Regions from separate parts of the Mus musculus genome. Here all the other regions are linked to region 3. A link is a contact called in public promoter capture Hi-C data. All regions are on one chromosome and are shown on one strand. Each heading gives the region's core, a stretch centred on a gene start, on an enhancer-like site or on the middle of the called end of the contact. The rest is flanking DNA. Distances are from core to core; before and after follow the strand shown. Region 1 has its middle 6.2 kb from the start of Gm51268. Region 2 holds the start of C130071C03Rik (RIKEN cDNA C130071C03 gene). Region 3 holds the start of Mblac2 (metallo-beta-lactamase domain containing 2).

Region 1 (2,700 bases), core at 59-2,558, 2.0 Mb after region 3:
TAAAATAAAATAAAATAAAATAAAAATGAACAAAGTGGCTAGATAGTGAATAAAAACGATGTGCACATCTGTTTTCCTATGCGTAACCTGTGGAAATACCATTGTGGCTTCAGAACGTTGATACTTATTTCCTCCTCCTCCTCCTCCTCCTCCTCCTCCTCCTCCTCCTCCTCCTCCTCCTCCTCCTCCTCCTCCTCCTCCTCCTCCCCTCCTCCCCCCTCCTCCCCCTTCCTCCTCCTCGTCTTCTTCTTTTTCTTCTTCTTCTTCCTCCTCCTCCTCCTTCTTCTCCTTCTCCTTCTCCTTCTCCTTCTCCTTCTCCTTCTCCTTCTCCTTCTCCTTCTCCTTCTCCTTCTCCGTCTTCTTCTTCGATAGCGTTTCTCTGTATAGCTCTTGCTGCCCTGTAACTCCCTCTGTAGACCAGACTACCCTTGAACTCACAGATCTGCCTGCCTTTTGAGAGCTGGCATTAAAGGCATATGCAACTATTCCTGGAGGTCATTTTATATCCTCCAGTGACTCACATTTTCCTAAATTTGCTAAAATAAAACACACTATGTTATGTTGGATTCTGGGTGGTGGCTGTGAAATGAACGACAAAGAATAAATGTCCCTTGTGATTAAAAACTAGAATTAAAGTTGTTCAGTAAAAGATATTTGTAATACTAGGTCAATTGTCTTACCAGTACTTTGAGACTGTTAAATAGATCTTACAACAATGGAGCATGTAAGGCCGTTCTTCAGTGTCTCCGGATTAATGGATGGCTTTGTTATCCTGTTATTCTGTTCACCGCCCCCCCCCCGCCCCCTCCAAGTTAAACAAGCCGCAGCAGAATCATCCATTCCTATTTGCCTAGAGAACTTATTTCACCTTCTCTGCTCTACTTTCCTGTGAAATTAACCTAAAATACTGAATGGAAATTAAAAGCATATAGTTGTGATTGCTACTAAGGAATATTTGATTGTTCTCAAACAGGGCTGCAGGCCAGAGTTAGTAGACTACCTTAGAAAGATGATGGCCATCTTTTGAGGTACAAGCATGTGGCTTTCTGCTTTGCAGCCAACTGCCAGACCACAGGGGGTAGAGTTTAAAAAGTACAGATAATCGACTTTATTCAGAGAAACAGGGAGTTCTGAACCATATCGGGCTTGATGGTTTGACTGGATTTTAGCTCAGAGTCTGCACAACGCAGTCCAGAGATCTAAAAATAGCCAGGCTTCGCCTCTCAAGGTGCTTGGTGTGGGCGGTGTATGGAGCAGACAGCAGGCTGTGACTGGCTGCAGAACTGGCTGGGCCAGGCAGTGGCAATGGCTGAGGCTGCAGGTTCGCCGCTGGGCATCACAAGGCCCGTCAGCACCGGCCAACAGCCTGAGTCCTCCCTGAGCTGCCGCTACTCGCGGCGGGCGACAGAAAGCTAGCGTCTGATTGGTGTTTCCCGGGAGACCGGCTGCCCTAGCTGCTGGAGCTAGTGCGCCGGCGCGCGCGCTCCCGGCTGGTGCGCGGGAGAGGCGAGGGGCGCGCTGAGGTTCGGGTGACCGGGTGGGAAGTCTCCCTGGTTCGCGGAGCTCACGTGCTCGCACCCCGCCGCGGGAAGGTTGAAGACCCCACCGGGCTGTGTAGTCCAGGCCGCCCCTCCTCTGCCCGGCAGGCTGAGAGCATCTATAGGGGATGCTGAATGTGATTTGCTTGTCCCTTGGCAGGTTACCAGGGTCCTGGCCTTGCTTGTGCCTCTCCAGTGTTCATTTGCTTAGGAATCCTTGAGTTGTGTTTGCGGATAGGGTGGTGTTGGGGGTTAGTCTATTTTGGACAAGGGTTTCTGGCAGGCAGATGTTTTCTGCCCCAGAGCCTCTTACTTGTCTGGTCGGCTCTTTAGGGTTAAAGGGGTTCTCTACTGAGCTTTTCTACCTCTGCTTACCCTTGCCCTCAATAGTTCAGGTTTCATGATTGTGTCCCCTCTATCTCCTCATACTTTTTTTTTAAGTTAGTGGGTTGCTGCTGACAGAAAAGGATCCCTCAACCCTCATCAGAAAAAATTGGTACAGGGTGGTCCTGGACTTGGGTTCAGGGAGCACCCACTTAGGACCTCTCCAGGAGTCGCACCAACGAACCAACAGGAACTTGGGGCATCTTCACAGCATCAGATTTGCTGCAATTATTTATCTCTGTTGGGTGGATACAGTAGAACTTGCTCAGAGTTTACTTTAAAAAAAAATCGGGGTCTTAAGCACTTACTAAAGCCAGTTAATAACATCATGCATGGACATTTAAACTTGTTGTAAGATGCAGACAGGATTAAGGGGAAGTCACGCTGTGCGCAGCTAATGATACCATCTTAACTCTAACTGGCCTAAATCCACCTCCCTTGGCTCAGGTCCGGGTCTTAGACCCTTCGATGATCCTAAAAAAGAGGGAGGCCTTGGATGAGTGAACTGGGCAGACAATAGGAGCATCTTTAAATGTTGCTTTAGGTGACAGTCAATAGTCCTGGAAGGCTATGGTGGGTCTTACTGTTGGAAAATGAGCAAGACCACCAAGAGAAGTCCTAAGCACACTGGTGTGCTTGTTCATGTGATAATAATGACACACATCGAAGGGTATTGGCCAACTTGTAGAGCAGTTTTCATTTTGTTGTCCACAGGTGTGAAAGTTGTTGTATGCCCGGGGTGGGATGGGGTGGGGTGGGGGTGGGGCTTTCAGATCCC
Region 2 (2,745 bases), core at 84-2,583, 2.0 Mb after region 3:
TTAAAACTTTTTCTCTTTATGAATTTTTCAAACCGACCGCGTGCACCCTCCGTGACTCCCCCGTGTCTGTGCATTAAAGGCGTCCATGAAATCATTGTATGGGGCTGGTTTAATGCGGTTAACAGAGAACTAAAGGGTTGTCTGTGTCGGAAAGCACGGTCCCATTTCTAATCCCATCACGTACTGAAGCGGTTTTGTGTGAATCTGTGGCTTCCACCTTTATCCACCCTGGATGTTCCTACTCAGGAAAACCTTTCCAACCGCTCCCAACTTCGGACGGTTGGCAAAATATCTTGTTTTCTGCCCTACTGATTGCTTTTCATTTTCAGCTTATTTTCATCTTACTTAACAATAATAAATGATCCTTGCAGTGTAAAACCTCAGTTTAAATGATCCGTCGTGCTCCAGCCTCGTTTTTTTTTTTTAAACTTCGAAATGTAATGTCAAATACGTTTAACTTGCTCCTGTCTTCAAGATGCAGGAGACCAAAACTACTTTTGTGCCAGATTTTACCTTCTTTCTTGCTCAGAACGTGCACTGCGCGCTTATATACACACATGCGTTCACGCGTGAGCACAAACACAAACGTACACACCAATACACACACATATAGAGAGGGGGAGGGGGGAGAGAGAGAGAGAGAGAGAGAGAGAGAGAGAGAGAGAAAGGAAGGAAGGAAGGAAGGAAGGAAGGAAGGAAGGAAGAAAGAAAGAAAGAAAGAAAGAAAGAAAGAAAGAAAGAAAGAAAGAAAGAAAGAAAGAAAGAAAGAAAGAAAGAAGAGGAAAGGGCATAGAAGAGGCAGAGATGCCCAGAGGCAAGCGGAGAGTCGGGGCTCCGCTTAACCCGGGCATTGGGAAAGCGGGGCTGGAGGTGGAACAGGACTCAACCGACCGCAGCCGCTCAGGCCACGGCGTTAAGCCGCCAGTGAGGGTGAGGATGCCCTGCGGGCTTCCGCACTTTTCTGAAACCAAACAGGATGGCTAGGCTCCCCGGCTGAAGTAAAAGTTCCGGAGGGTTTGAAGGCCGTGGAGAGTCACCTCGCCCGAGCAAGGAGGCTGCCTGGGGAAGCGGCCTCGTGGGCTGGCTGAACTGGGTGGAAGCCCTCGCAGGGGGTCCTGCGGTGCTAGCTTTTGTACCGCCCCGCCTAGGCCAGTCCGGAGCTGACGCACCAGCTCCCCAGAGACGCTGGGGGCGTCGCACTGCAGCTGGGTGGGGAGCAATTTATTCCTGGCGGTCACATCCCACCCCATCTTCTGTTACTCCACCCTACCCCTCCCATCCCTCCACCTCTTCCTCCTCCTCTTCTACCAACGCCCGCACTATCTTCTGGTTCTTCTCCTCTTCAACCTCCATTCTCCCCCTCTCCCTTCTTTTCCTCTCTCTTTCACCCTCCCCCACTCTTTCGTGTCTCTTTCCTCCTCTGAATAACCAAGCTGTTTTGCTTCCGAAAGTAGAGAGAGAGGGAGAGAGAGAGAGAGAGAGAGAGAGAGAGAGAGAGAGAGAGGAGAGAGAGGCCTTGCTGTGAATGGAAGACAGGAGGGACTCTGGTACATCTGGGAGTGGAAACTTGATGCTTCTGGGCTGTGATTTGCCAAGGTCTCGCCAAAGGTGAGTACTCTGGGGGCCCGAAGAGCTCTCACTTGGAAGGGTCCAGACCCCGCCCAAATCTGAGAGTCTGGTGGTAATCAAACAGCGGTTAAAACTGGGATGGAGTGAAGGTCGGGGAAGGGCTACAGCGTAAGGGTTCCAGAATAAATGGGTGCCAGTGCGCCTTGTAGCTAGCTTGTGGCTCAGGCTCCCGCCTAGGGCTGCTTCCCAACCTGCTAAGGTCATCCGAGACGGCTGTGACTTCTAGAGCCCTCTCCCTATGCGGACCTGCACCTCCGCTCCTTACATACCCTCGTTCAAGTGACGCTTTGGTATCAGGAAGTGAGAAAGTATTCTTCTCTCAGACCTTTAAAAGGGAAAGTTTGGCAAGGTGGGCGCTCTTTGGTTCTACTATCCCCTCGATTCTAACCTAGGATCCCTAGATTGTACAGGATATTGTTATTTTCCTTTTATAAAGAATGACTTTAACGAAAATTCGTATGTAGTCAAAAAGATTATTGGATCACCATGACTGATCAGCTGCTGCTGACCTACCAATAAGCGTTATTTAAATATACACGCACATTCGTGCGTGCCCCCTACACGCAAACACACTCGGGGGGGGGGGGGACGTCTATATGTAATGAGTAAGACAGCTCGAAGTTACCAAGAATTAAGAGGGAATCAAAAAGGCTTTTAAGTGTTATGTATGCATCTTCCATTTGTGTGCAGATTGGGGTGGGGGGGTGCCTGTCTGTTGCGTGTGTTGTCAGCTGGTTCTAGTTTCTAAGCACTGAGTGTTGCCAAAGGCTGGAGCCAGCACCCACCATTCACCTTGGCACCCTAGCGGCAGAACAGGACTCATTTGTTTGGTGCCAAGAGGTGAGGACCTGGAAGAGACTGGGGTGTAGTTAGGTCGGGGGGGGCCCCCTGCCATCCATTACACCTGCGGCAGATGGCTCAAGTGGTAGAATGGTTTTGTTTGCCAGAATCAAGAAGGGAGGAGGAGAAAATTCAGCCTCGCCCTACTGAAAAGAAGTACAGTAAAGAGCCAGAGAGATGAAAGAAGCCATCAAAACCAAGGATGCTGAGTCCTGGGCAGTTAATGACCTTGATACCTGGTTCCAATAGATAACAAGGCAGAATTTTATGAATGTA
Region 3 (2,700 bases), core at 15-2,514:
TATAATGCTCTCCCGTGGGTCTCTTTATAATTTCTGAAGGTTAGTCAAATTCTCAAAGGGATTTCTTAATCCGAAATAGATGTATCAATAGCTAGTGGTTGGGTGCAAGCGCAGGGACTTGATACTGACAGTGGGGGTGATTTCTGGTGGCTTGCAAGGCCACACCCAGTCCCTATCCACTTTTCATGTCCCCTCAAAGTGCTCCGCCTTTCCTTAAGCTCTAACTTTCTCTGCTCTCTTCAAAGAGCAAAGAACCACCCAGAACTATGACGGCCATTTAGGTTTTTCTTTTTAAAGAAAAATTTTATCACCAACCCCTCTCCTCACTATCAAGGGTGCCAACAATTAAGAAAACAGAAGCGACGGTAAGTATGCCCTTATCAGCAAACTGCCGCCAAACTTTGAATGAAGAAAAAACACAGTCGTCAGATTTGCATAGTCTTCTCTTGTAAGAGGATAAACTCCCTTCTTTCTCACTGAGAACAAACCCACCGGAAAGCTGGGAGATCTGGCTACGAAAACTTTAAACGGTTTGGAAGACCGCAGCAGCAGCTTTGGGGAGGTAGGGATACTTCCCAAAGTCACTCCAGAGGGGCTTTCATGAATGTTGGCTCCGGATACCCGGCCACCACGTTCTCCACGTGCCCCATCAACTCCCTTCTACCCTCTTCACCTCCTGCCCAGAACGGGATAGCTTCCAGTTACCTGCTAGCCAAGTCTCGAGGCTTGAGCACACGGTGCAGCAGAGGAAGCAAGAAAGCCGGCAGCCCCTCCAGCAAGGAGCCGCAGATTCTACCTCCGGAGTAGCGCGCCCCACACCGCACGCGGCTACGGCGCAGCAGAGCGCACTGGAAGCCCCGCCCACTCCCGCGAGGCCACACCCCCGGAAGAGAGCTTTTTAGCCCTTGGCAGGCGCCGTAGTCAGCCTCCAACAGGCTCGGCCTCACTCTGGGCTCCGGCGGCGAGTGCACAGCCCCCCGCTGCCCGTGTGGGGGCGGTCCTGTGTGTCGCTTCCCACGCATCTCTCCCGGCCCCTGCAGTAGAACCCCGAGCAGGGCAGCATTGCCCGGTGTCTCCTCCCCGCTTCAGCAGCCTGCGTTACTGCCTTGGTGCTGCGGCTGCAGAAGCTGCGGCAACTGGGGTGCAGCCTGCGCTCTGCGGCTCGGACGGGAGGGCGCGGAACAGGTGATCTGGGCAGTGTCGCAGCGTCCTATCCACGCTCCCTTCCGCATCCCCGCCCCTCGATCGCACCTCCTCCGGAGCTGAGAGTAGCTCCTCCGGCTCTGCAGCAACAGCAGCAGCAGCAGCAGCAGCGAGTCCTGGACTGCCTGTGGGAGGCACACCCACCTAGCCCGGCCGCACCCCTGCGCAGCAGCATGTCGGCGCTCGAGTGGTATGCCCACAAGTCTCTGGGCGATGGCATCTTCTGGATTCAAGAACGGTTCTACGAGTCAGGCAACCGGGCCAACATTTGGCTGGTGCGCGGCTCGGAGCAGGACGTGGTGATAGACACTGGCCTGGGGCTGCGCAGCCTTCCGGAGTACCTCTACTCCTCTGGCCTCTTGCAGGATTGCGGGTCTAAAGAGGATGCAGGACGCCGGCCACTGCTGGCCGTGGCCACCCACGTGCACTTCGATCACTCCGGCGGTCTCTATCAGTTCGACCAGGTGGCTGTGCACCGCGCCGAGGCCGAGGCCCTGGCTCGCGGGGACAACTTTGAGACCGTGACCTGGCTTTCTGACAGCGAGGTGGTGCGGGCGCCCAGCCCTGGCTGGAGGGCCAGGCAGTTCCGAGTGCAGGCAGTGCAACCCACCCTCATTCTGCAGGATGGTAATGGGCCCCGCGGGCGTGCGCTGTCACTGAGGGAGGGGCTTGGAGAGCGTGTACAGCATGTTACAGACCTCCTTGGCACTGTTGGGGTACAGTGCGGGAATACTCTGTTTCACCCTTTGCTGCGTGGAAGTCAGCTTAAGCAGAGACTAGGCCCTGGCAGGCTTCTCTGTCCGGAGATGCGCGCTGCTGCTGTGTGGCTGTCTCTTTGAAAGCTCACACCATCCCCAGTCAGTCAGCTACAGTAGTAACACTGCAGAGACTTGTGACTGGAGATTTTCCATTCTTTTCCCAAGTACCGGTTGAACATTTTCAGCTTTTGTAACGAGTAGGCTTTTAAGCAATGGCACCTTGGGAAGAGTGTTAGGCTCTGTGCTTTGAAAACTGCTGACTTCATCTGCCTCCTCACTTCACTGCATAGTGCCTATCCGGTCCACCTGTAGGCTTGGAAAGCTTTGGTTCCGTTTCATCCATCCTGACCTTTCGGATGGATTTGTTTGCTTATTGCCTCACAAGAAAAAAAAAAAAAAAGGCTTGACAGTGAACATAAAATATAGAAATATGACAAATATCTGGTCTGGATGAGAGCAAGGCCTAGGAAAGATCAATAAGGGAGTTGTTTCCGGTGGAGAAAGTGTGTGTGTTAATGAGGACTTCATTCTCTTGGTCCTAAGCAATTGATAGATTGGAGCAAAATAGACAGGGTCCCAGTCCCTTTCCCCTCATGCTGGAACTGCACTAACTGAACTGATTAGCAACAGCAGCAATATTTGATTTATCAATTTTATATTTTTGTCTTAGGATTTATTTATTTATTTACATCCCCAAAACTACTCCTGCTCCTGCTCCCTCCCTCACAGAGTCTCTCCT

The links. Promoter capture Hi-C pulls out the DNA fragments that hold promoters and counts their contacts.
Region 1: a promoter capture Hi-C map of hippocampal neurons shows a contact between it and region 3, with 2.4 times the contacts expected there. The contact joins the enhancer-like site here to the promoter of Mblac2 in region 3. A contact is called at or near these places in 2 of 39 promoter capture datasets (hippocampal neurons and pre-B cells) and 4 of 115 datasets of contacts at active chromatin or transcription factors (astrocytes, embryonic stem cells and large pre-B cells).
Region 2: a contact with region 3 is called in a promoter capture Hi-C map of hippocampal neurons, with 7 times the contacts expected there. The contact joins the promoter of C130071C03Rik here to the promoter of Mblac2 in region 3. A contact is called at or near these places in 2 of 39 promoter capture datasets (hippocampal neurons and pre-B cells) and 1 of 115 datasets of contacts at active chromatin or transcription factors (astrocytes).

Annotation. Positions count from the first base shown.
Region 1 is chr13:83,743,748-83,746,447 of GRCm38.p6, forward strand. No RefSeq gene overlaps it. Among named protein-coding and RNA genes, the nearest start is that of Gm51268, 6.2 kb to the left of the region's middle. Within about 2 kb of position 1,309, at least 154 of the 459 cell types and tissues checked have an H3K27ac peak or open chromatin away from gene starts, as enhancers often do. A contact at or near this core is called in astrocytes and hippocampal neurons, where this site is marked.
Region 2 is chr13:83,720,048-83,722,792 of GRCm38.p6, forward strand. It overlaps C130071C03Rik (RIKEN cDNA C130071C03 gene), which reads left to right and starts at 1,334. Exons shown (of 4, transcript NR_152245.1): 1 at 1,334-1,608. It overlaps Gm52046 (a long non-coding RNA gene), which reads right to left and starts at 1,608. Exons shown (of 2, transcript XR_003950632.1): 1 at 1-1,608.
Region 3 is chr13:81,710,153-81,712,852 of GRCm38.p6, forward strand. It overlaps Mblac2 (metallo-beta-lactamase domain containing 2), which reads left to right and starts at 1,265. Exons shown (of 2, transcript NM_028372.1): 1 at 1,265-1,830. The coding sequence starts at 1,377. Polr3g (polymerase (RNA) III (DNA directed) polypeptide G) reads right to left here and starts at 861. Exons shown (of 8, transcript NM_001081176.1): 1 at 706-861.